2 separate regions of the Hordeum vulgare genome follow, and region 2 is linked to region 1. Evidence: chromatin contacts called from public Hi-C data. All regions are on one chromosome and are shown on one strand. The core of a region is the stretch at or near the end of the contact, and the rest is flanking DNA. Distances in the headings are between cores, read along the strand shown. Region 1 holds the start of LOC123399963 (UDP-glucosyltransferase UGT13248-like). Region 2 has its middle 73 kb from the start of LOC123397555.

Region 1 (5,455 bases), core at 1,694-4,193:
CACGGTCCGACGACATCCAACGACTAGTATGTGGGCCCCAAGGTGTCAGAGCGGTGGTCGGAACAGCAGCGCGGTGGCCGAAGACGGCAAGAAGCACCTGATGTGCAATGACCATGGCAGAAAGGCAAGAGGCATGCAGCATCGACGGTGATGCTGCACGAAGGCAGGGCCTCATCGGGTGGCGACACGGTCGGGGCCAAGGAACGCACGGCGCGAATCGATAAAGGTTGGGGCACGGGCGGCTGGCAGAGCTGAGGGGACCGAAGGAGTGCTCGAGCCGGCGCGAGGGAAGGAGAGGAAGGGGGCTAGAGGGATAGGGGCGGCGCTGGTCGTTGGACGAGTCGCAGACGAAGGTGGCTGGAGGGGAGGAAGGATGCAGCAACGTGGTTTTGCTGGGTGACAGCGCTGTCGGGAGAAGAAGTGAATCGAAGGAGTGGGCTAGGTCACGATCTATATCATTATAATTGGGCTGGGTCTTCTGAGTAGCTTTAATTAGGGTGGGCCTTCGGTCCTTCGAGTCGGATCGAGCTTAGACCGGACCGATCAAATTTTGGTCTGTTTTTCGCACACCGGACCGGCCATGTTATTCACTGAGTCGGGTCCGTGCAGTCCGGTCCATAACAGGCCGCGAACCGGGTCAAAAGACCGCTAGTCACGTCCACACTGACCCCCAATCAAGGGGGAGACTTGAAGTAGTTCTTGAAGTAGTTTAAGGAAAGCACGTAAGATTTTATAGAGCTTATTCGTAAGTCTAGCATTAATCAGGAGGGCTGATTAGTTAGGGATGGAATGTTTACGTAGGATTTTTTTAGGGTGGACATTTTATTTTAGTTAATGCAGGGAGGGATTTACGTAGGTTTTCGTAGAACCTTTCGCAGGTGTAGTTTTATTCATCTTCTGCCATCTCCTCTCATTCTCATGTGTGATCAACTGATCATCCAAACTTCTTCGTCCCATTCGCTGCAAAGAATAGAAGAACGCAACAGCAGCCGTCACCATACATATCGACCATTTATTTCATCATCAAACCAGTGTCCAAATGTCCACGCAACGCGCGATGCTCTGTGCAATTGCGGGAACAGTTCAATCCATGTCCATGGCTCCAGTTTCCAGCCAACTGATCACCCATCACTTGGAGTTGGAGCCGCCGTACTTGGCGACGAACTCGGCGATGTTCCGGTCGGAGCTGCCGCCCGCCCTGCTGGCCGCCCGTGCCTTCTCCGCCCACGCGGCGGCGTTCCTCCTGAACTCGCCGCTCCGCTCGCCGGCCATCACCGCCTCGATCCCGCCGGACACCTCCCCCCTCCGCGCGAGCCCGTCCTGGGCCGCGGGGCGCACGCGCACACCCGCCCGCCACACGGCCTCCACGTACTTGGCGTTCATCGGCTGGTCCGTCCACTGCGGCAGCGCCACCATGGGCACGCCGGCCACCAGCGCCTCCGACGTCGAGTTCCAGCCGCAGTGCGTCAGGAAGCACCCCACGGCCGGGTGCGCCAGCACCTCCAGCTGCGGGCACCACGACACCACCATCCCGCCGCTCGCCGCGACGGCGTCGCCGTAGCCGGCGGGCAGCTTGTGCGACTCCGACTCGCGCACGGCCCAGAGGAACGGGCGGCCGGCGTCCAGGAGGCCGTGCGCCACCTCGCGCATCTCCGCCGGGTCCAGGTTGGAGAGGCTCCCGAAGGAGGCGAACACCACGGAGCTCGCCGGGTGGGCTGACAGCCAGGACACGCACGGCGCGGCCGTGAGCTCGAAGAGGTGGAAGCCGTACTTGGTGTCCGACGGCATGCGGTCGTCGCCGACGTAGGACGCCGGCACCGTCGGCCCGATCGTCTTGGCGCGCCACGCCGACGCCATGTACGCCGCCTCCTGCACCCCCAATCAGTTGCACGTTACTGTCAGTACTCCTCTTCCTCTCCTCCTCGGCAGAAAATTATTCGAGCATCCATCCACGTCAACTCTATTTTCGTACTAAAATAGGACGAATGTGCTCTACTTCTATTGGAAAGAAAAATGTTTGAGTGGAACAGTGCAAGATTTGTTTTTCTCGATCTAAACTTGTGTTGCATTAGCTAGCTAAAGATATAGAGATAGAGATTGATGGAGTTGAGAGCTCACCTCGGGCTCGAGCTCGTAGAAAGAGTTGACGAGCACGTCGTCGGCCAGCTCCAGCCCCTTGAACTGGCTCATCACCATCTCGAAGTAGCCCGGGTAGGGACCGGGCCCGACCTTGAGGAACCACGGCAAGCCCTCCGGCTCGAGGGCCGGCAGCCCGGGTAGGCCGACGACGGTGGATCCAGCCTCCACGGGCACGCCGACCCGCTCGCACCACACGTGGCCGTACACCACGTTGACGGCGCACGGCTGGGTGAAGAAGGCGACGGCGGCGGCGCCGTGCCGCTGCGCCACGCCGCGCGCCCACGGCAGGAACGCGTCGTAGACCACCGCCCGGACGGGGCGCCCCTCCGCGGCCTCGGCGCGAAGCAGCTCCGCCAGCGTCTCCGACCCGGCGGCCTCCAGGAACCCCAGGTAGGCCGTGACGTCGTTGCACTGGCCGAACCCGCCCGCGTCGCAGCCGTCGGAGACGGCGGCCAGGCGGACGGCGCCGACCGCGGCGGCGTCGGGCTTGCAGGTGGCGAGGATGTAGCGGGAGACGGCGAGCGTGGGGCGCACGCCGTGGTGCGCGAGGCGCTTGGCGAACTGCAGCATCGGGTGGACGTGGCCCTGGCTTGGGTACGGCAGCAGCAGCACGTGGCCCCCGTCGGTGCCGGTGACGACTTCCTGCGCGTCCTCGCCGTGAGAAGCCATGGCTACTTGCTGCTTACTTGACCAAGCTAGCTGCGCGTTGCACGTAGCCGTCTACCTTATCGGAGGCTAAGAAGTTAGAAGAAGACAGGAGTAGCTATGTAGTACTACTACTACAACTCGATAAGGTATATGTATATGTGATCCTAGTACGTAGTATATGAGTGGCACGACGCGGGAGGAGGCAAATGCGCTGGCGTATGCATATGGATCGACAAACGGCGAGCGTGACGCGGGATGTAGAGTAATATTATACAGTAGCATCTGGCTGCACGACACTGCTGATGGTGAAGCACGTCGGCATCGGCGGGTCGTCGGCGGGGTGCGCGTGGTGGAGTATTCTTTTGCCCGCGCGCGGTTGCTTCTGTGGCGACGCCTGCCGGCCGGCGATTGGTTGCCTCAACTTGAGCGGTGGGGGTGCGCTGCTGCGCTGACCGCCGAGCCTGCAGGGGCCGTGGCGAACTGGAGCAGAAAAGATCCCGTGCCGGTAGTAGCACTGACCTGGGCCTTCTATTTTTTTCTTGGAAAAGGTTACCTGGCCCAGCTGGCCCGCTCCAACGGCCCATCTCCATGGGCAATTGTACCGCCTTCGTTGGGCTAACATATTCTGCCCATTTCATGGCTTGTGCCTTGTGCAATTGGCTGAAGAGTTAAGTTGGCCGGCTGAAAATAGAAAACAAATGTAATTGTAGCAACAAAGAAGTACTCCCCACGTCAAAAAAACAAAGAAGTACTCCCTCTGTTCTAAAATTCTTGTCTTAGATTTGTTTAGATATGAATGTATCTAGTTATGTTTTAGTATTTTGATACATTCATTTTTAGACAAGCTTAAGACAAGAATTTTGAGACGGAGGGCGTACAAAAAAGGTGCAACTTGCCTTAAAAAAAGAGTGCAATAGCACCCAAAAAGTGCAAATATTGAAAACCCTTGCAGATTGGCAAACAAAATAACTTTACCAAAACCCTTGCAGTACCGCCTTCATTGGTCAGCGCAAGAATGCTTAGAGTTGGCCATGGACAGCCCGGCCCTGATGGCCTGACCCAAAAATTCTGGGCCGGGCGAGGCTCGGGCCTAAAAATAGAGCCCGACGGCCAGGTCGGGCTCGGGCTTATGAAAAACATGATTTTAGTCGTAGTCGGGCTGGGTCGGGCTTTTTGGGCTCGGGCCAGATTTGTTAGGCCCGACTAGGCTCGAGCCTGGGTTTTTAGCACTTGGCTTTTTTCAGACTGGCCCGGTCCGACATATGCCTGGTATAGCTTAGGTCATTGGCTCTAATGCATGGTTATCTTCCATATTTTTCACTTGAGTTTGAGCAGAAACAATATTATTTCATGATGCACATACCAAGGGGAAAAAACTCTCTCCATAGTAGAAATCTGTATGCACCAATAAAAGCAATCTGAAAGGTTTTGTAGCCATTCAATACCAAAATCTTCAAAGATCATTGTAGATAACTTGAAAGGGTTCAAATACAAATTTTACACACAGGACTATTACTCTTGTGCTTATTAATTAATTTTCACTAGTAAGTGGCGTTGCACGTCTAGACAAACTTGTAGATTGTATCAAACATTCAGAAAATTTGATTCACATAAAATGCATAGTACCTAAATTTGACAGATAATTTGACTTGTTATTCTTCGGGAATCAATATGCCTTCTTTTGAAAGGTGAATCAATATGCCTCTTTAGTCCAAATATCAGACCATCTTTTGTATATGTTGCATTAATTATATATTCTCTTATAAATAAACACTTTCTCAATATATAGTTACCCAAACACATTAATATCCTGCAAGCAAATTCTGGTATATGAATGAAGTGTTCAGGGTGGCTTCAGCCCATAGTATTTTGTGTCAAATATGAAATCGTTCAAAATTTGCTAGTCGTATTATTACAATATAATCCAATGGAAGCTTGAATCCCCATGTTGGATAATCAACAATTCAATGGTTTCATCACTATTCCCCATTTTTGCAGACACGCATGCAAAAACTATTTCATAACCAATAAAATACAGTAAATGACTATCACTATGTGGAAAGCAAGACTGTCATCTAGAAAATTGAAAAGTGCCATTGTCACACCGCAGAGATAACAACCTCGAGGGACTATGAAGACTAAATGTTGAATCAAGAAAAAAAATGCATACCATCTTGTCAAGGACATTCTTCAAGAAAGAAAAAACCTATTAGAGAATGCTTATGCTAAAGAAATGGTTACATGACCAAAGTAGGGTCGGTGTGGGTTTGGTCTGGAGAGGAGATGGACCAGTATTGTGGCACGCATGGTCAAGAGAAACACTCGTCCGTAAAACTTTGGAGAAAACCCTTTGAAGAAAAGAAAAATACAAGGGTGGTTGTGTACATAGAGTTCTTCTCCTAAACCGCAGGCGGTTTCTCTTTCCCTGTATGCAAATCTTTGTGTTGCGCAAGGAGGTTAGAGCGATGCTTAGGCCTTGTTTGGGACCGCTCTCCGCTCTGCTCCATCAAAAGTAGCTTCGCTTCACCAAATATACTTTGGAGCAACGGAAGTTGTAGCTCTTTCAAAGAAAACGTTTGGTTTTTATCCAACTCCAGCTTCACGTATGGAAAATTTGGTGGAAAGGATCTATTTGATTGGATGAGAGGGGAAAAACGAAGGGGTCTCC
Region 2 (5,455 bases), core at 1,582-4,081, 660 kb after region 1:
AAGTCAAATAAGCAAAGTTTAACCAAATTTATATGAAAAATATCAACATCTATAATACTAAAGCTATGTAGTATGAAAATTCATTTCATGATACAACAACAACAACAACAACAACAACAACAACAACAACAACAACAACAACAATCAAGCCTTTCAGTCCCAAACAAGTTGGGGTAGGCTAGAGTTGAAAACCATAAGATCTCGAAGCCAAGTCATGCCTCTGGAACGTGGATAGCTAACTTCCACGCACCCCTGTCCATGGCTAAGTCTTTGTCGATATTCCAAACCTTCAGGTCTCTCTTAACGGACTCCTCCCATGTCAAGTTTGGTCTACCACGACCCCTCTTAAAATTCATTTCATGATACATATAATAATATTGATTTCATTTTGCAAATATATAGAAAAAATATCAACATTCACAATATGAAATCACTATTATTGTATGTATCATGAAATGAATTTTTATACCACATAGCTTTAGTATTATAGATGTTCATATTTTTCTAATAAATTTGGTGAAACCTTACACAGTTTGATTTTGAACAAGTTTTATATACATACCAATAAGAAACTGAGGGAGTAAAAAACTAATGAACATTAACTTGTATATAATGTTGATTGTGGTTTTCATCGTCCACAATACAGTGGAAGGTATTCTTTCACAAAACTTTGTATACGGGTACAACATTTGGTCACGTATCTTTTTAGAAAATTTCCATTTTTTGAACTTTTTTATTGAGTTACTAAATTAGTCTTTGCATATCAGGTGCTCCTACACCCATTGACGAATTCAAGGGGGGATACACCCTCCTAACGATGTTGATTCCTCTTTATTAGCAATCAGATTCTGCCTAATTAGGCATACTCTGTGACTGTTTCAACTCAGCTCCTTAGCTTTATCTGCACACTTTGTCCTCATTCGTGCGCACCCTGGATCTATTCTCGGTTGGTCTTTCATCCTGAAATTACTTCAATCCAAGCACGTTTTAATTTGGAGTTCTTTTCAAACGAGCTTCCGAAAAAGAAGAAATTCCTTGTTGATATGAGTAGTATATCTTCCTTATTAAGCTAGACTCTCACGTACAACCCCACTCAAAGGAACTAACGTCCTCTTCCGCCCATCAGAAACATTCCCTCTTGGCACACGTATGCTTGTCCAGTTCGATACATGTGCCATGTGATGTGCCATAACGGGCCACACGCGCCATACGTCACATGACCGCGCACCTAACCCAGGTATGTCCGTGTAACCCCAAGGGTTGGCTTTGATACCAATTGTAACGCCCTGTTACGTCTTGCGAGATCTAGAATGACCCCACAAACCAACATCAATCTTTTTTGCATACTTTTCCTCACTTGTGCGCACCCTGAATCAATTTCTCGGTCACTCATTCATCTTAGAATCATTCCAAGCCAAGACAGCTTAACTTTGGAGTTATTTTGAATGAGTTTCCAAAAAAGAAGGATTACCTTTTTAATATGAGTAGTCTATCATTCTTATTAAGCCAGACTCTCACGGTAACCTAACGTGAAGACCCACGTCCGCAGCCCATGTACATCAGATTTTTGTAGCAGACAAAGAAAAGGTGCAAAACAAACCTTGTACCTGTAGACATAAGCTAAGTCGAATTCTAAACTTTTAATCCCAGAAATCAGCACACTGAACACTCTGATCCTAGTCTATTCTGAACCTTTACTGTGTCCTCAAAGGGGATGTCTACATGGCAGGTCTGGCATGCGACCGGGCTGGCCCACCAGATGCGAATCGTGTGTTTCCTTTTGGTGAAGCTCGATTTGAAAATTTACCCAAAAAAGCTGAGACTCAAGGGAGTGGTGCTTCAGAACTCATGCTGCCACGCTAACTGATGACATTTAGAGTTATATGAGAAGCACGAAAACATTTAACCACCTACCACAACATCAAGATTTGAAAACATTTTTGTTTTTTATGAAAATTATGAACAATTTTTAAATCCAAATATTCCTGAAAGGAAAAAAGAATTTTGCAAAATTCCAAACATTTTATGTAAAACATTATTTTTTGTGGAATATGTTTCCAAAACAAGATCAAATTTTGAACATGAACATTTTTATAAAAATAATTACAAAATTTTAAAGCACGAACAATTTATGAAACCCGAACAAAATTTTAAAGTCCGAACAAAATATTGGAAGCACGAACAATTTTTGAACCCTGAACAAAATTTTAAAGTGCAAAGAATTTTTAAAGATGGGAATGTATTTTGGAATATTTTTCAGGTTTCAAAATTGTCTGCACTTTAAAATTTTGTTCAGGTTTCGCTGTTTTTTTCAAAAAGTGTTTGCACTTTCAAAAATGTTTGGTGATTTAAAACATGGTTCACGTTTTCATAATTTGTTTGTGTTTAAAAAAGCTGGTAATTATAATAAACCAAAAAATGATGAAAATTTCAAGAAAATGTTTCAGAAAAAATCAGAAATGTTTCCAAATCTCGACGCTGCAATATATTAAACATAATTGTTCATCTTTGTTACCTCTTATAGCCATCACGTGGGGTGCCTAGCTAGACTAGTTTTGCACCGTCAAGGTCGCAAGTTCGATTAACGGTACCCTCTGCTTTTTTTGGACTTTGCAAGTCGCTGTGAAAAAAACACGCAGGATCGAAGAGTTTATTGTGCCATATTTCTGGGTAAACCTGGGCATACCCCTGGTCGGGCTTTAGAAAGACTGAACTGAAAATTCCAAATCCGAGCCCGACCCAACCAAGCTAAAAAATTAAATATTAAGGCCTGAGTCCAGCTTGAATGGACTAAAAAAATGAATTTCGGATTGAATTGGGCTAGGCCTCCGTGCAAAATTGCAATTTTTCTAAGCCCGAGCCCGGCTCAAAACACAGACCGGGCCTAGTTTCCAAGCCCGAACTTGACCCGAACATAAAGTCCGGCCTGGATTTTGTGGCCGGGCTGACCATTCCCAAGTTTATTTCAGGGATTAGAAATTCAGGAATCGATTTAGCTTTCATATACAAGTTTAAGGGTTGATTTAGACTTCTTCTAGTAGACAAACCCATGATTTTAGCAAAAGAAAATGCAGATCCCATGTAAAAGATAAAGAGGCTAGCAGGCCTGGTCAAGGACGCACGCACTTGTAGGTCAGGTCGTCATTGTGACTTGTACCGTCTGCTGGTACGATTGACGCCTCGTGCCTGGTCGTCTGCTGCCTTCGTCTAGGGCAGTTCTCAATCATCAACGTGAAGCTTCTAATGTAAGTCTAGAATTGCAGAAGGGAGCGGTCCACGGCTTGGACGTACGGTCCGCCGGCCGCATAGGCTACACGAGGCGCAAAGAGGTAAGGGAAATGGTTAGATTACTCCCGCATCTTGTATTCATTACTTAGTCTACGGCTTATGTTTTAATAAATTCGTTTGTGTGCTTAGGAGTACATGATCTGATCGGCAGAAACTACAAAAAAAGATGAATGTTTGAGTGTGCGTTGTATATTCCTTCCTATAGCGGAAAGATTTATTGTATACGGTAAAATTGCTTTACAAAATCAATTTTTGAGTAAATTTGTAGTATTCATTGCGCGACATTAGTTTTCCTCGCTTGATTTGGATACTTCATTAGCCTAGGCTACAACCCGCCTACCCAAAAAAAAACATAAGATACTATTTTTCACATTTTTTTGGGATCTTTATTTCCGTGCCTCTCTTTCTTTAGTTATGCTGTGTTTTGTCCAAGCCAACTAGTTTGCTCATTTTTGCCCTCCCCCCTCCACCACCCGCTCACAAAACGCTAACCAGAGCACCATCGTCTGGTCAAGGTTTTTGACTGTTACCTTGTGACTAGTGGGCCAGGTCTTTGACTGTTACCTTGTGACTAGTGGGCCAGCTTGATATCCTATTAGGAGCGGCAACTTACCTCTGAACGATGTTTTTAAATGCGTAATGGAAGGCTAGCAGCATAGTTGTAATATAAAAAGTTATTGTGCGACGTACTAACGCTGAAATAACCAAGGTCTGACTCAGCGACAAAACGCTCGTCAATAGAATGAGCTTATGTTAAGGTAGGTTGGTCCAACTTAATTTGGCATTGCATCAACTGACACGTGCCCCATGCCGAACTGAAGCCAACCTGATCCCCTCTTCATTCCGGGCGGCGGGTTGTGGGTTATGGAGCTATCGGTTGCGACGTAGATGAGGTGAGTGAATTCAAAACCCTACTCATAGTTGATTTAGACATGACTGTGTCACCTCAGTTTTTTGGTGGATTTGGAGTCTAGATTGTGTGGGGGAGTGGGTGGGCTGAACAGGATGGAGCCGGCGCCGACAAATAGGGGGTACGTTGCTGCAAGGGTTGCTTCCATTGATTGAAATTCAGTAGAATTACGTGACCCTACATATTTATTCACTACATCAATGTCCAACACCCAGATGGCAAATTTATTGGCATTCAGGTAGATGATAGAGATAAGGCGGAGAGGGGTGAATCTAATTTGCGTGCTGATGATAACTGAGATTCATGTGAAGATGTGGACGGGCAGTTGATGGAAGATGGTGTTGATGGTGTGGATGATTGATAGGTCCATTTTTCATCATGAATTACTATTGACATTTGTGTTAATCTTGCCCATTATCTCTTATTATCTTACAGTTCTTATGTTCTTTCTCTCTGAATATGCAAGGTACATCACTCAGAGGGAAATATATGAAAACTGGAATTCTGAACTCGGAAACCGAGAAATGGAAGAAAAATCAACTTGCTCCAAACGACCTGAAACTTTATGGAGAATTTTTCTGGAATATTTAAGAATTTCTAGGCAAAAATATACCACAAAGGGACCACCTGCTCACTAGAAGCCAACAAGGCGCCCCCAAGTCGCACCCTGATGGCCTGTGGGCCCCCTACTCACCCTCTAGCGACCATCTTCTCCTATATGGTGTGTTTTCTCCTAGAAAAAATCATAAGTTATCTTTCGAGATGAAGCGCCGAGTCTCGAGGTGAAAACCTGGGCAGAGGACCTTTTGCTCTCCGGAAGAAAGAATCCCACGGGAATCTTCCCTTCGGGGGGGGGGGGGTCCAATCCATCGTCATCATCAACGCTTCCTCCTTCATGGGAGGATCAATCTTCATCAACATCTTCACCAGCACCATCTCATCTCCAACCCCACTTCATCTCTTGTATTCAATCTCTGCCTCAAAACCTCAAATTGGTACCTATGGGTTACTAGTTGTGGTGATTACATCTTGTAGTTGATGCTTGTTGGGTTACTTGGTGGAAGATATTATGTTCAAATCCTTAATTATTATTACACCTCTATTCTTGAACATGTTGATGAGGTGTGAGTAGTAACTATTGTTCCTGAAGACACGGGAGAAGTCTTGTTATAAGTAATCATATAAATTTGGTATTCGTTCGATATGTTGATGATATGTATGTTGTCAGTTCTCTTAGTGGTGTTATGTGAACATCGA

The links. Hi-C and Micro-C count contacts between places; a contact is called where the count stands out from the background.
Region 2: a Hi-C map of seedling shows a contact between it and region 1, with 4 times the contacts expected there. The contact joins the enhancer-like site here to the promoter of LOC123399963 in region 1. A contact is called at or near these places in 2 of 6 Hi-C or Micro-C datasets (leaf and seedling).

Annotation. Positions count from the first base shown.
Region 1 is chr5H:493,563,470-493,568,924 of MorexV3_pseudomolecules_assembly, forward strand. LOC123399963 (UDP-glucosyltransferase UGT13248-like) reads right to left here and starts at 2,944. Exons shown (of 2, transcript XM_045094353.1): 1 at 2,119-2,944; 2 at 993-1,869. The coding sequence starts at 2,808. The coding sequence ends at 1,129.
Region 2 is chr5H:494,222,395-494,227,849 of MorexV3_pseudomolecules_assembly, forward strand. No RefSeq gene overlaps it. Among protein-coding and RNA genes, the nearest start is that of LOC123397555, 73 kb to the right of the region's middle. Within about 2 kb of position 2,832, at least 3 of the 3 cell types and tissues checked have open chromatin away from gene starts, as enhancers often do. A contact at or near this core is called in leaf and seedling, where this site is marked.